Linked DNA regions of Rattus norvegicus: region 1 is linked to region 2. Evidence: chromatin contacts called from public HiChIP or PLAC-seq data. All regions are on one chromosome and are shown on one strand. Each heading gives the region's core, a stretch centred on a gene start, on an enhancer-like site or on the middle of the called end of the contact. The rest is flanking DNA. Distances are from core to core; before and after follow the strand shown.

Region 1 (6,657 bases), core at 2,034-4,533, 950 kb before region 2:
AAAAACATTATGGTAAAATAATTAGTACAGAGCAGTGTTCATTAAGGAATAATAGGAATTAAATAAAATAATCTATTCAATATAAATTAGACTGAGAAGTGACATAACTAGAAATAAACTACCTATCATTTCTGAATCTACAGAGTATGGGTCTCACCTTTCACAAACATGCTTGCTATTCTTAGTGCCATATGAGAAATCCTTTGCAGCTCACTAAATCATGTGACTTACTTTGTAAGACAACTTCCCTGTATAGGTTCAAGGTCTATCCACAGGACCAGGCTTTATGTAAGATGCTTTTCTGGTCCAGTGCTCTTTCATATATGTAGAATATATTTACATAGCACAAACCGTGGAGATTGAGAAAAATCAATACAAAATAAAACTCTAAACCTGAAAGAAAATATTGTATATTTTTTAAGGTATCATGTGGCTGCTGGGAATTTAACTAGGGTCCTCTGGAAGGGCAGTCAGTGCTCTTAAGCGCTAAACTACCTCTTAAGCCTAAAAGGTAACAACAAAGAAATCTAAGAAGCAATTTTTATGGTAGTCAACTTATGATTTTCAAGTTACTTTCATATTATGAGACAAAAAGTAAAAACAAAACAAAACAAAATTCCCAAGTCATGCAATTATTCAGAAACAAGAAGTAGACTAGTGTCTTCAATGCCCCCAGCCCTCTGGTTATCAGCTCATTAACCACTACCACAGCAGCAACTGGAAACACCCCTGAAAGACACCACTTAAAATTTCCCTTACACTATACTTAGATTAATTAATACGTGTTTGGATTAAAATAGCATAACATCTTACATAATTAGCAAGAGTTCGTCATGTTAATTGGAACATTTTGTTGCAGTAACAAGACAGTAACCAGAAGCACATACGTTTTGCACTGCCAATCATTGGCACTAAATAAGCCCCGGCTCTTCTCTGCCAGTGTCTTTCCTATTTCTGTTCCCCCAGCTTTCATCATCTTGGCCTCAGTTGTCTTCTCTGCAAACAGACAAAGAACTTGACATAAATCCTGGGAAATAAATAATGATCTGCATACACAGTATTAAGAGAACTGTCCGTTAGCACTCACCTCGACCACATCTGTTACAGCTGGTTCTTCTGGCGAAGTTTACATTTCCACACCTGAAAATAAAATGAGAAACACTTACCAAGTACTAATTTCTAGATACTTAAAATGTTTACATTTTAAACTGTCCCTGGAACACAGAACAAGCTTATCCCATCATGTTAATATCAGCTTCAGCGGGAAGAAACAAGAGCTGGGTAAAAATCTCAACCTTGTGCTTTACAGCTATGGGAACCACTTCAGGATCCAAACCTTGCTATCTTCAAACTTGCATGCATCATTAGACATAAAAGCCCCTTGTTCCAAGTGTCATCAGACTCTTCTATAACAATTAGACAAGATACCAGAGAGATTTACAAAAAGGAGTATCAAATGAACTCTCAGTACAAGTAATATATGTGATGAGTTTTAGAAGACGCATAAAATTCAAGCTGGGTGTTGGCACAAGCTTTAATCACAGAACTTGTGAGTCAGAGGTTGTGAGCCAGAGGCAGGCAGATCTCTGTGAGTTTCAGAACAACCCTGGCTACACACACAAGAGAAATTCTGTCTAGAAGAAAAAAGGAAGGAAAAAAAAAAAATCACAAAATCCTAGGGACGGCTCCACCAGAAAAGAACAGGTATAGAAGGACTCCAGAGAATTGATGAAATGTTCTTTGAGGTAGAAAGTGGGATGATAAGAAAAAGACTGACTATATTAACTAAAAACATAACTAAGTAGTAAAGAAATTTGAGTTTACAGTATTTAAGAAATCTAAAACTGCAAAGAACAAGAAATAAAAACACAACCAACCTAATAAGTGTAACCTTATGACATTAAATATTTTAAGTTTTTATATACTTGCACGACTGTAGTATTTATCAGTTAAAGCATGTTAGATACTTAATTTAATGCTTCAGAAGCCACCACCCGATTTTAAAAATGAATGAGATAAATAAGTGAATGGAAGTCTAACACTAAACTGAATGACTCCATATAACTTTATGGTTGCTCTTCCCTGTTAAAAAAATACACAAGTTCCAAGTCACACTAAAAATATGTTTTGGAAACTGTCTCCTTGATTTACATATTCGGTAGAAATAACATTTTGTTTCTGCCGAGTTTAGGTGTACAGTACTTTGAAGGAAGAGTCTTCCCATAATATATGGGTGTTTTCAGTAAGACACAGAGCACATTTCAGAGTCTCCTAGATGGTAGAGGCTAGTGTCTTAATCTCTGAAGGATTCCAATGTGTCACACAGTTCCCTGCAGTGACAGACCAGGAGGATCTCGGTTCTAGTCTGCTGACTTGGTGTGCTTAAGCCTGATAACATCAGTTAGATACCAACCAAGTGAATGTGAGTGACATCATTTCCTTGCTTTCCACACACCACCCATGTTATTTCGGTGTTAACTGTAATCGAGCAATGTATTTTCTAGCAGAGGTACTTCAAGCTACATGCTCTGCAGTAGACAGAACTAAGAGTAAACCCGGGTTTCCTTCAGCTCTGGCTCTGGCTTTCCAAGAACACGAGCTGGTACATCAGTTTAAAAAAACAAACAAACAAACAAAAAACAGGGACACCTATTCAGTACGATCTCCGTGGCCAAAAGCGGAGCACACCGGCTTCCCGGCCACGTACGCGCCCAGGCCTCCTGGCTCTAGGCAGGAGGGTGAGAAAAGCCAAGTCACTGGGGACGGTCAGGCCCGAAAGCACGGCGGCCGCAGCGAGGAAGGGACCGACAGCGTGTAGCCCCGGTAAAGCTACTGAGTCGAGAGCTCTGCTCCGCGCGGGGTCACGTGCGGGCCGCCCGCGACCGCTCAAGGCCGGCGGCGACCGCCCCGCCGTCCCCACAAAGGCCGCGGCCCCGTCGCCGCCCTCACAGGGGCCTCCCTGCCGGCCCCGAACCCACGCCGCCCCGACGCACTCACTTCTTGTCAGGGCAGATCCAGTCCCCGTCACTAACTCGGAAATTCTTGGTCGACATCTTGGACGCCAGCAGCAGTGCCGCCCGCAGCGACGTCCCCACCGGAGCCGCGGGGCCTCGCGCCGGGCTGTCCGCGCGCCGCCGGACCCGCCCTCCCCTGGGGGTGGGGGAGAACGCAGACCGCCTGACAGCGAGCCTGGAGCAGCAGTGCGGAGACGACGCCCTAGAGTCAGCAGCTGGTCCAGAAGCTCGGCCTCGATGCGGCCTCACGGAGTTCCTGAGCAGGCGTTGTGAGGACAGCCCGGCACGGCAGCCATCGTAGCAGAGCTCTCCTCAGGCCGAAGGACCCTAGAGAAAGACACTTCCGCTTCCGGGGCGGGGCTAAGTGCTCAGAGGCGGAAGTGACTCGGCGAGCCTCGGCAGCCCACGGGCTTGCGCGTTGCCTAGGGTTCACTCGGGCGAGCGATAAGGTGGGCGGTTCGAGTCTTGGGAGAAGATATTTTATTTTTATTTTTGGACAGAGTCCGAGGCCTAGCCCAGGTTTCTCCGGACTTTACTGTTTCGTCCATACCACTTCGAACCTCTGTCAGGTTCTGTAGGCCACGTCAAAACGCTAGGCTTTTTCCTGTGAGAAAACAGAGTCTTACTTTTAGCTCCACCTGGCTTGTGTAGTCCGGTTGCTTAGTATTTGGACGGAAAAGTCATTCTAATAAAGGGAGACAACTTTCCTTTTTGGGCTGTTGTTTAAAAACTTAGCTTTTAAAATACTTGATATCTGTAAGAGATAAGACCTGAACACGGAAGAGCCATCCAAAGGTTTTAGGAATAGAACATTGTCAGTATTGATACAATTACTAGTGTCTTCTGACCCCAGCTCACTACCTTTCCCCAGATTTAACACTGGCCCTTTGGGTTTATACTCTTGCTTTATAAAAGACTTAGTTCATATACTGTAGGCTTATTTTTTAAAGTGAGAAACAGGGATAATCTGCTGTTACAGGGGGTTGCTTTTAGTTCGGCATAGATTCTGAGTTTGCAGACAGTTGCATGTAGCTCACTTTTATTTTAATGATACATATCCAGAATTCTTTCTTTTGACAGTTAAGCTCCAAACCCTGCCCTTTGTCACAATTATTCTTATAGTTAACCCACAAAACCCATGTTTTGCCATTGTTGATCAACACTCGTGAACATCTATACACACAGGTTCTTGCATTTACATGGGGTTTCTAGCATATAGCTCATCCAGGAAAAACGTTGTTAAACTGTTTTGGTTTTAATGTAACACCTTTGATAATTATATCCATCTTGATCATCTCACCTGAAAGCTGTTGGTTGCATTTTATTTTGATAGTTGTCCACACTTTCCCAGCTATTTGGCACTGTATAATCACTGGGGTTTTTTTTTTCCCTGGATTTTTATCTTGGGTAATGTAGAATTTTTATTTTCTTTTAGCAAGCAATCCTTTGGTTGTCATCACAGGCTCAGTCTTGGCGTGTGAGTACTGGTTCTATATCAGTTGGCTCCTCTGAGTATTTGCTGTGCTTTAAACAAATTGCTTTTATGTGTATGGTTGTTTTGTCTATATGTATGTCTGTGTACCACATGCATGCTGGGCGCCCTCAGAGGCCAGGAGAAGGTGTGGATCCTCTGAAACTGGATTTACAGATGGTTGTGAATCAGCATGTGTGGACTTCTGGAAAAGCAAGCAGTGCTCCGAGCCAACTCTCCAGCCCCTGCTGTCTTGAGTCTGTCCTACATATAAACACTTGGATTGTTTTAGTATCTTAGTAATACTTTTAATTGTAGTTCATTACATGAATCAGTTCCATCCCGCTTTGCTCAGTTGATACTTGAACACAGAACTTGGTTGGATTCATACTAGATTTGGAGGACAAACCTCTCCATCCATCTTTTTTTCTTAGATTCCTCTCATGTAGTCTGTCTTGCAGTGTTCCCCCATTCCTTTTTTGTGAGAGATTTCCCTTGGATTTTTAGCAGCTTGTCATAGCTATAGCATTTGACTAGGGCCCTAACAAAGGGTGAAGTGGTGAGGGAAAGAGAAAGTGTGCTATGCTTTTCCGCCACACTTGGAAGACTATGGAGACTTCCTTTCCTTGTATAGTTTCTCCTGTACTTTCACTCTGGGTGGGAGGAGAGCTGTGAAACATTTAAGTATTTCCTTACAAACCGGTAGCTCACAGATATGCATTTCCCCAGTTCATATGGCTGGAAAAATGTTTTTTAAATTAATTCAATTATTACTGATTGTGCCTTTACTATAGATTTACTAGCTAGATGCCTGGCCAGCTACAACAGAAAAATAGCAAAATGAAATGAAGTAACCAACAAACACACACTACTAAGCTTTGGCTCTCTGTGGTAGTTTGCCCACAGATAAGGGCAAGTTTTATCTAAGTTTTCCATATGGTTAATGGAGAAAGACAGACAACAGTGAACCTGTTCTGTCTTCTGTTGCTGCAAGTCATGGAACTACAAAATAAACCATAATGTGTAAAACTATGATCCATTCATCAAAGTGAATGAAGAGGGGTAGAGGGTGGCCAGAGTCCTTATTGTACATTGTAGGCAATGTGTCCTCATCTGCACATGGATTGATTTATATTATTTTAGTTTCATCATGGTGTGGATATGATACCCAGGGTGTTTCAAAGTTTGAATTGTCAACTTTTTGTAATATAGCGACATTGATATACTTGAGATTCTGGGTAGTAACAGTGAGCTGTCATGAGGGTGAAGGACTTATACTCTATAGTGTACAGTGTCACAAAGTTATTATGCTCAGTCAGTTAGGCATGTTCAATTTATTTTCAGCTTACAATAGGTTTGTCTTGTGGAATTTTCAATCCAGTGAGCTTTATGTAACCCCAGAGCAAGTCAAGTAGCATTTTTTTAATTTGGAAAATACTTGTCAGACCCAACTAAATCTGAACAAATGCATGTATACACTATGACCCTGAAACTTCTTAGGGTGTTTCCTAAGCCCTGCAAATGTTTCTACTGAAGGTATGTATAACAGTGTTCATAATGTCATTACTCATGTTGCTCCCAGTTGTAAGTTTCCAGATTTTGTTAATGGGAGCCAGAGCAAACAGATAATCACATAGTCATTTAGTAAAATGCAACATGCAACAGTAAGAATGACATTGAAGCTGCATTGAACATTGTGAATGTTACCCACATTAAACTGAGAAATCCAGACACAAGATGGAAAAGCCTGTATCATTCCATTTAGGTTCAGTTTAATAACTTCAGAGTTAGTCTTGTACAGTGGTCACCAATGAGACTGGGATTGTAACCAGAGTTAGTAAAATGTCATGCAGTTATTATAATAAAGGAGTAACTGTAGTTATAGTTTCTAGGATAGTCAAGTTAATAGAAAGATCCTCTGTAGTCAGTCTGAGATAAAATAAGCACAACTTAAAAGTATGTCTGCCAATAACCACAACAGGTGAGTTCACAGGCCATAGATGGCTTTTCAGGGAGGGATATTCCTAGGGTAAAGAGTAATTCTCTATTAGAATGAAAGAAAAGTACAATTACCCATTTTTTTTATTCTAATCCTTTGGTAATTTTGTCTCATCTCCTGGATACACTTAACCTATCATGGTGAAACATTCAGAGTGAATAATCCATGCAAAT
Region 2 (6,203 bases), core at 3,436-5,935:
ACCACATATGACACGTTGCCACACATATGTTCCAACACATGACATACCACCATACATGGAATCATACATGACATACTTCCACACATGACACTTGCCACATATGACACATTGCCACACATGACACATTGCCACACATGACAGCACATCATATGACACATCACCACACATGACATATCACAGATAGCTCAAGTCAACAATTAAAATCAAGGATGGCACCTTCCTTCCTTAAGAGCTTTGGATATGCTTTTATGAAGTCTATCAAATCAGCACATGAGCATTCAAATAATACCTTAATGTTACAAATTGAAGATCTTCGTGCTGATGAACAGTTTACTGGGAGAATATGGTACTTTGCTGTACAGGAGGGACTCAGCTTACAAGGAGACATCCCAATGGTCTTCCCTAAGGATATCTAATTGACTTCTATTTATTGGTGATTCCACTTCCTCATACATAAATCATTTGTTGTAACCAACAGTATGCATTTCAATCCAGACTACTTAATGTAGAATGAAAACAGCAAATGTGTTGGCCTACAGGAATGAATACTCAAGGTACCATTTCTAAATCTATTGGCAAGATTATGGTTCCAGCAGAAACATCCTCTGTGAAGACATGTACTCTCCTGAATGTGCATCACCTGCCCTTCTCCCCAAAAGCCACACAGCATGTTACCCAGTAACTGATACTCAAGTCCAGTCCATAGAATGCATAACTGTGTTCTTTTGCTAAAGCAACAGAATGTATCACTTGTAAGGAAGACTTTCTTTCTCTCCCTCCCTATCCTCCTTCCTTCCTTTAATTAAAAGCACAACAAGCACAGAGTAAGTTATCTTGAATTAATATCAGGGAAGTGGCTGGAAATTTACAAAATCCATGCAGAATGGCTGAATGAATAAACATCATAAAAAAGATTTGAAAATGAAATGTTTAAGAATTGCACAGATGCTGGGCATAGTGGCATACTCCTTTCATCCCAGGACTCAGGAGTCAGAGGCAGGCAGATCTCTTTGAGTTTGAGGCTAGCCAGGTCTACAAAGTGAGTTCCAGGACCAGCAGTTTCCAAGACAGACAGAGAAACCCTGTCTGGAAAAAGAATGACCAAAACAAAGAACTGTGCAGGTGTGGGGAAGATACAAATGTTTGTAACTGTTTACAAAGACCACAGGCATCTTCAACCTGTTTGCCCAACAATATTTGACAGTAAAGTGAGAACAAAGAAATTGATTATGTTTTAGTTATCACCAAAAAGTCATCTGACTTATATGTAAATTTCTTTGCTTCTGCTCCTCAGGGCTAGAAGCCCTGGGTCCTAAAGAAGTCCTTGTTTTGATTGTCCTCTGCTTTGTCACCAAATGACACAATGACTCAGATCTGCTACATACAACAAAATGCAAAGTGAAGACTGGAGAAAAAGTACACCTCCCCATTTACCAATCAACACATTTTGTTAGAAATAGAATAATGCAGTTGAATTTAGTGAACATCAAATTCTATATTGATACAAATGGGGGAAATGATGTTTTTAAAACTAGGATGTATTCTGGAAATAAATTCATGTATTTTTGAAATAAAAAGTTTATGTAAGAATTACTCTGTTGAATACATGTATCATTAAATGCTTTGCCTAGAATGTCCACACAGTTCTACTGAGTGGCTCAGAGGGGTGTGTTTTTCTGGCAGCCTGAAAAGACAGAGGGTAAGAGCTGAAACCTTGGTGATTACCTGTAACTCACTGTACTTCCTCTAGGTGAGCTAAACAGTGGTGACCATTCACAAGGTGACAGACAGTGGAAAATGGCAGGGTTTCCTTTGTGTTACAAGCTCCACTCAAGGGAAGGTTTTAGTTGCTTGTTATTCTTTTCTTTAAAAAACCGACTCCCTGGCACTTTGGAGACAGGAGTGTATCAGCTGACCTTTGACTTTGCCCTTCATTAGCAATCTGGAGCACCTACATCACTAACTGCCATGTTTGCATTTCCCAGGCTTTAGCACTCCGAGAGATCTGCCCACAGCTATCTCACTACTCTCCATAAGATGCTTTAAGGAATGTGCTGTAATAATTTTAAAAAAAAGTGACAATAAATTGTCATATTGACCTGTTAAGTGTTTTCTTAAGTGTTTAGTTCACACTCTTTGATAAGAATGGGGCACATGTTTGTAGGGTAGAGTTTTGTTTTTCTAGCGAGTAACAAAATAGCATATATATATATATCTTCTAATGAGAGCATGTCCCCTGAGTTGGCCACCATCTGCTCTTTCCCAAGCCCACCTGTACCAGCCCATGGGCAAAGTCAATACCAGATGCTAAGGAAGTCACAGAGAACTGAGAGCAATGTTCAATGTTTTAATGAACATGCAATCTCCTATAAATAAATCATAAATCGTCCCTAAAACCTGGGTGATCAAAAAGTTCAATAATTAGAGAATTTATATAGAATTATGAAATTGATGAAAAGAGTAAAGCAGATAAAATTGCTTCCAGTGACAAAAACGGTACTTAAGATGTAGACAATTGCTTAATATCACTGAGAAGTTTCAAGAGTCAAGAGTTCCCTAAAATGCTATAAAGCTCAAGTGTGTCATACAAGGATGAGGTCTGAAGTCTATAAGCAAGCAAGAAACATACCACAGTAGGAACATGCTCCGGATACTTCAATTGGCCATAACACTTATTAAACTGCTCATTAGGAAAGGAATTGCCAAGGTATTTCACCAGGATGTGAGTGAGGGATCAAATCCTTCAGGCTGAAAATGGTGCCGCTTGTCATACTCTAGCCATTTGCTACTTCAAATGCACACAGATTTCTGTTTCTTCAATTCGAGCTTGCACCTAAAGCTGATGTTCAAACTTACCAAGAAACTAATAATGTGAATAAAGGGGAGTTTAATTCACATCTGCTCCGTGACAAAGCACACCTCGCCTTTGTCAAAAATGAAAAGTTATTCTACCATACTGTAGCAAAATCCATTACTTTTGTGTTCTCAAGACAATTAACAAAAAATAATATGTCCTTAAAACAAGGTATTAACATGTATTAGAACTGATCTGTGTAACTGGCCTCAAGAACAATTAAAAAGCTTTAAGTCATACCTCAAACCTACATCATTAAATTTAAAACGTTGCCTGCTTCAATCATAAATAAGCATTCTTCCCCACCTTAGACATGCATGTATTATACTGGCTTCATGTAATCTGTACTCATAAGCAAACTACCACCCAGTGGAGAGAGCGAAGATCTTTCAGGGAGATTGGCAAAGCAAACCAGGTTGGGAGGGGTAGGTGGTTCTATGGGAAGTGAAGGAGTAAGGCAGGGCAGGGAACCCTGTTTAGCTCTTAAGTATTACTGGTCATCAATTTATATCTAATTGGAAAGGAAATCTTCCCTGGGCACACTTAGCAGTGTGCTTTCTGGGAAAACAGGTTGGGGGGTGGGTCCTTTCACGACAAACACTCTGTCCACACGCTCAGCTCAGTGAAAATAGAGGAAAACAAGAGGGAAAACTAAAGAGAGAAGAGGAAGGGAAGTGTGTGGGGCGGGGGCGTTCACGTGTGTGGTGAGTGTGGAGTTCACCCTTTAAACACTGAGGGAGAATCTGAGTGTGAAGTGTTCCTTACAGGAGGGAAGTGCCAGTGTGTGAGAGGACAGAAGAGCTGAGAGGGAGTGTGCTCATAAAATCGAGATTTATGGGATTTGAAAATGGTACTGGACCTTCAGTGTGGGTGTGACAGAAAAGTGCATGGGAGGCAAAGCTAAAGACAGATGAGGGTCTGGGAGGGGAAGACCGGGGCTATGGTGAGGAACAAAAATTAGTGGAAAGGGAAATCTGGAGAAACGGGGAATAAGGAATGACAGGACCTAAGGTGAGGGCAAAACAGTGGAAAAGGAATAGAATAGGGGTAAACAGGAGACAGGAGGCAATGGGGTGACTGAAGAGGGAGTTGGACAAACTGGATAGGGGAAGGAGGAAGAGAAAAACAAGGAAGGAGAATAGCTACAAGAGGGGGAGAAAGCTGAATGGAATATTTGGATCTTACTGTTCAAGTGAGAGGGAAAATAAATGGAGCACAGAGCCAGCAGTTGAGAAAAGTCGCTTACGGAGTGAAGCAGAAACAAGCCCTGTAAACTTGTCAGACTCCTGGAGTACTGCTGGCAGCAGAGCGGAGACCCAGCTACAAAGTGGCACCTGCCCCTCCTTCAAACCCCATACTCCCTAACCCCGGGCAGCCTAGAAAGCTTTCCCTCTCTCCCTAATCCAACCAGTCCCCTGCCCCGGGGTCCGGGAGCCCGGGAAGGGTCATGCGTGGCTAGCCTGAGGTGTGGTGTTTTTGCTCGTGAGCAACAGCAGGATTCACGCTCGCAGTAAAGCAAGGTGCAGAGAGGGAAAGGGACGGAAAGACAGACTGAGGCAAGTGTGGAGAGGGCGCGCGGTCCCTACCTGAGCACCGCCGTGTCACCTTTCCTCACCAGCATGTTGTCCACGGCCGCCCAGGGGAAGTCCACGCTCTGCCCAGCCGGGAGGCAAGAGCACAGGCTCAGAAGCACCGCCGCCAGCCACTGGTTCGAGCAACAAGCGCCCTGCGCCAGGAGCACCATGTCCGTGCCTGCCAGGCTGCTCGCTCTCCGGCAGCGTCGGCTCCCACCCCCTGCTGCTGGCGAGGCTGCCCGATAACCAGGCGGCGCGCCACACGAGATTTTTTTTCCTCTTTTCCTTTTTCTGAGTGGGTGGGTGGGTTTCTTCTCTTTCTCGCCCCCTCCCTAGTTGTCGGGCGTAGTTTCCCTCTTTCCCCGGCCTCGCCTCCTTTCTGCTTCTCTGCAGCTTGCCTTCCCTCCCTCCCCTCCCGCCCCCTGGCACCGCGCTCCACCTCCTTCGGGGCGCCGGGCCGCGTCCGGAGCGTAGCTAATCCCTGGCGGCCGCACACCGTCCTGCGAGGCGGCGAGCAGAGCGCGGGAGGCGGCGCAGGCAGCGCGGGGCGCAGCAGCGGCCGGCGGCCCCCGGGCTCGCGCGCGTTGCCAAGCGGCCGTTTCCGTAGCAACCCCGCCCGGGGATGGAGGACCAAGCTGGGAGGGGGGCCGAGAAGCGAAAGAGATACATCAAAAAGAGGGAAGGAGAGGGACAGGGAAGCTAGGGCGACTGAGGATACGCCGAGGTCTAGTCCGGCTTGACAGCACGAGCTAGAGAGCTTTGCGAGCCGCGGGGCTGGGAAGTCAGGGCATGGGGGCCAGGCCGGCCCTCCGGTTCTTTCAGCTCCCCGGGCCCCCGACTTTAAAGTGCTCAAGTTGGGGTCGGCGCCATCATGACGCCCAAGACTGTGAGTGAGTTGGCTTTTTTGTTGTTGTTGTCTTGTTGTATGGGTTTTTTTTTTTTTAATCCTGACTAGCTAGTAGCGCTGTTAAGAAACTGCCAGCTAGCCTCTCTCTCTCTCTCTCTCTCTCTCTCTCTCTCTCTCTCTCTCTCTCTCTCTCTCTCTCTCTCTCTCTCTCTCTCTCTCTCTCCCCTCTCTCTATCCTCCCCTCCCTTCCTTATTTTTCTTTACAGTGCTTATGTCTTTTCACCCTCTTTTGGAGATGAGCGGGGATTGTGGCAGCACTGCCGCTCTGCGGGAACACTATTCAGGCCTGCGGACCGAAAGCTAGTGCGTGTGTGAGTCCGCCTGTGCGAACTGGAGAACGCCTGCCCTTCTCTGTGCGTCTTGATTCTAACTTGCGCATGAGTGTGTGTGAGCGTGTGGTGTCAGCACAGAGTGTGCACTTGTGAGAGGGAGACAGTGTACAGGGCGCGTGCGGGGCCCGGGAGCGCGCGACACGCAGGCGCAATGGGAGGGATGGGCGGGCCTTGCTGGGATGCAGAGTTGGAGGAGGCTGCAATCAGTGTTTTAATTGTGTGGAGCTAGGCGGTTCTGTTATGTAAGAGGCAGTTTAACCCATTTGAGCCTATTGGGCGGAAGACTCGCGCATTAGGTTGAAGCCAAGGCATTCCTCGGCTTTAAGGAGTCCCTGTGTATTATTTTTTTTTTCACCGACTACCAGCTGGGTTGAACCTGCCTCCTTTGAGCAGTAACCTCAACCCCTCAAGCTGCAAGCAGTGCCCTGGCCGTCTGCTAGCCGACGCCCAGGTCAAGGCAAAACTGGGTACAAAGCACAGGGTCATCCCATAGTCCACTCTCCCCCCCCCCCCACTCCGCCCCCTTCTGGCACTCA

The links. HiChIP or PLAC-seq counts read pairs in DNA pulled down with a chosen protein or histone mark.
Region 1: a contact with region 2 is called in an H3K27ac HiChIP or PLAC-seq map of oligodendrocytes, with 5 times the contacts expected there. The contact joins the promoter of Zranb2 here to the promoter of Negr1 in region 2.

Annotation. Positions count from the first base shown.
Region 1 is chr2:249,228,636-249,235,292 of GRCr8, reverse strand. It overlaps Zranb2 (zinc finger RANBP2-type containing 2), which reads right to left and starts at 3,283. Exons shown (of 10, transcript NM_031616.2): 1 at 2,998-3,283; 2 at 1,088-1,140; 3 at 888-996. The coding sequence starts at 3,053.
Region 2 is chr2:248,281,958-248,288,160 of GRCr8, reverse strand. It overlaps Negr1 (neuronal growth regulator 1), which reads right to left and starts at 4,685. Exons shown (of 7, transcript NM_021682.2): 1 at 4,441-4,685. The coding sequence starts at 4,598.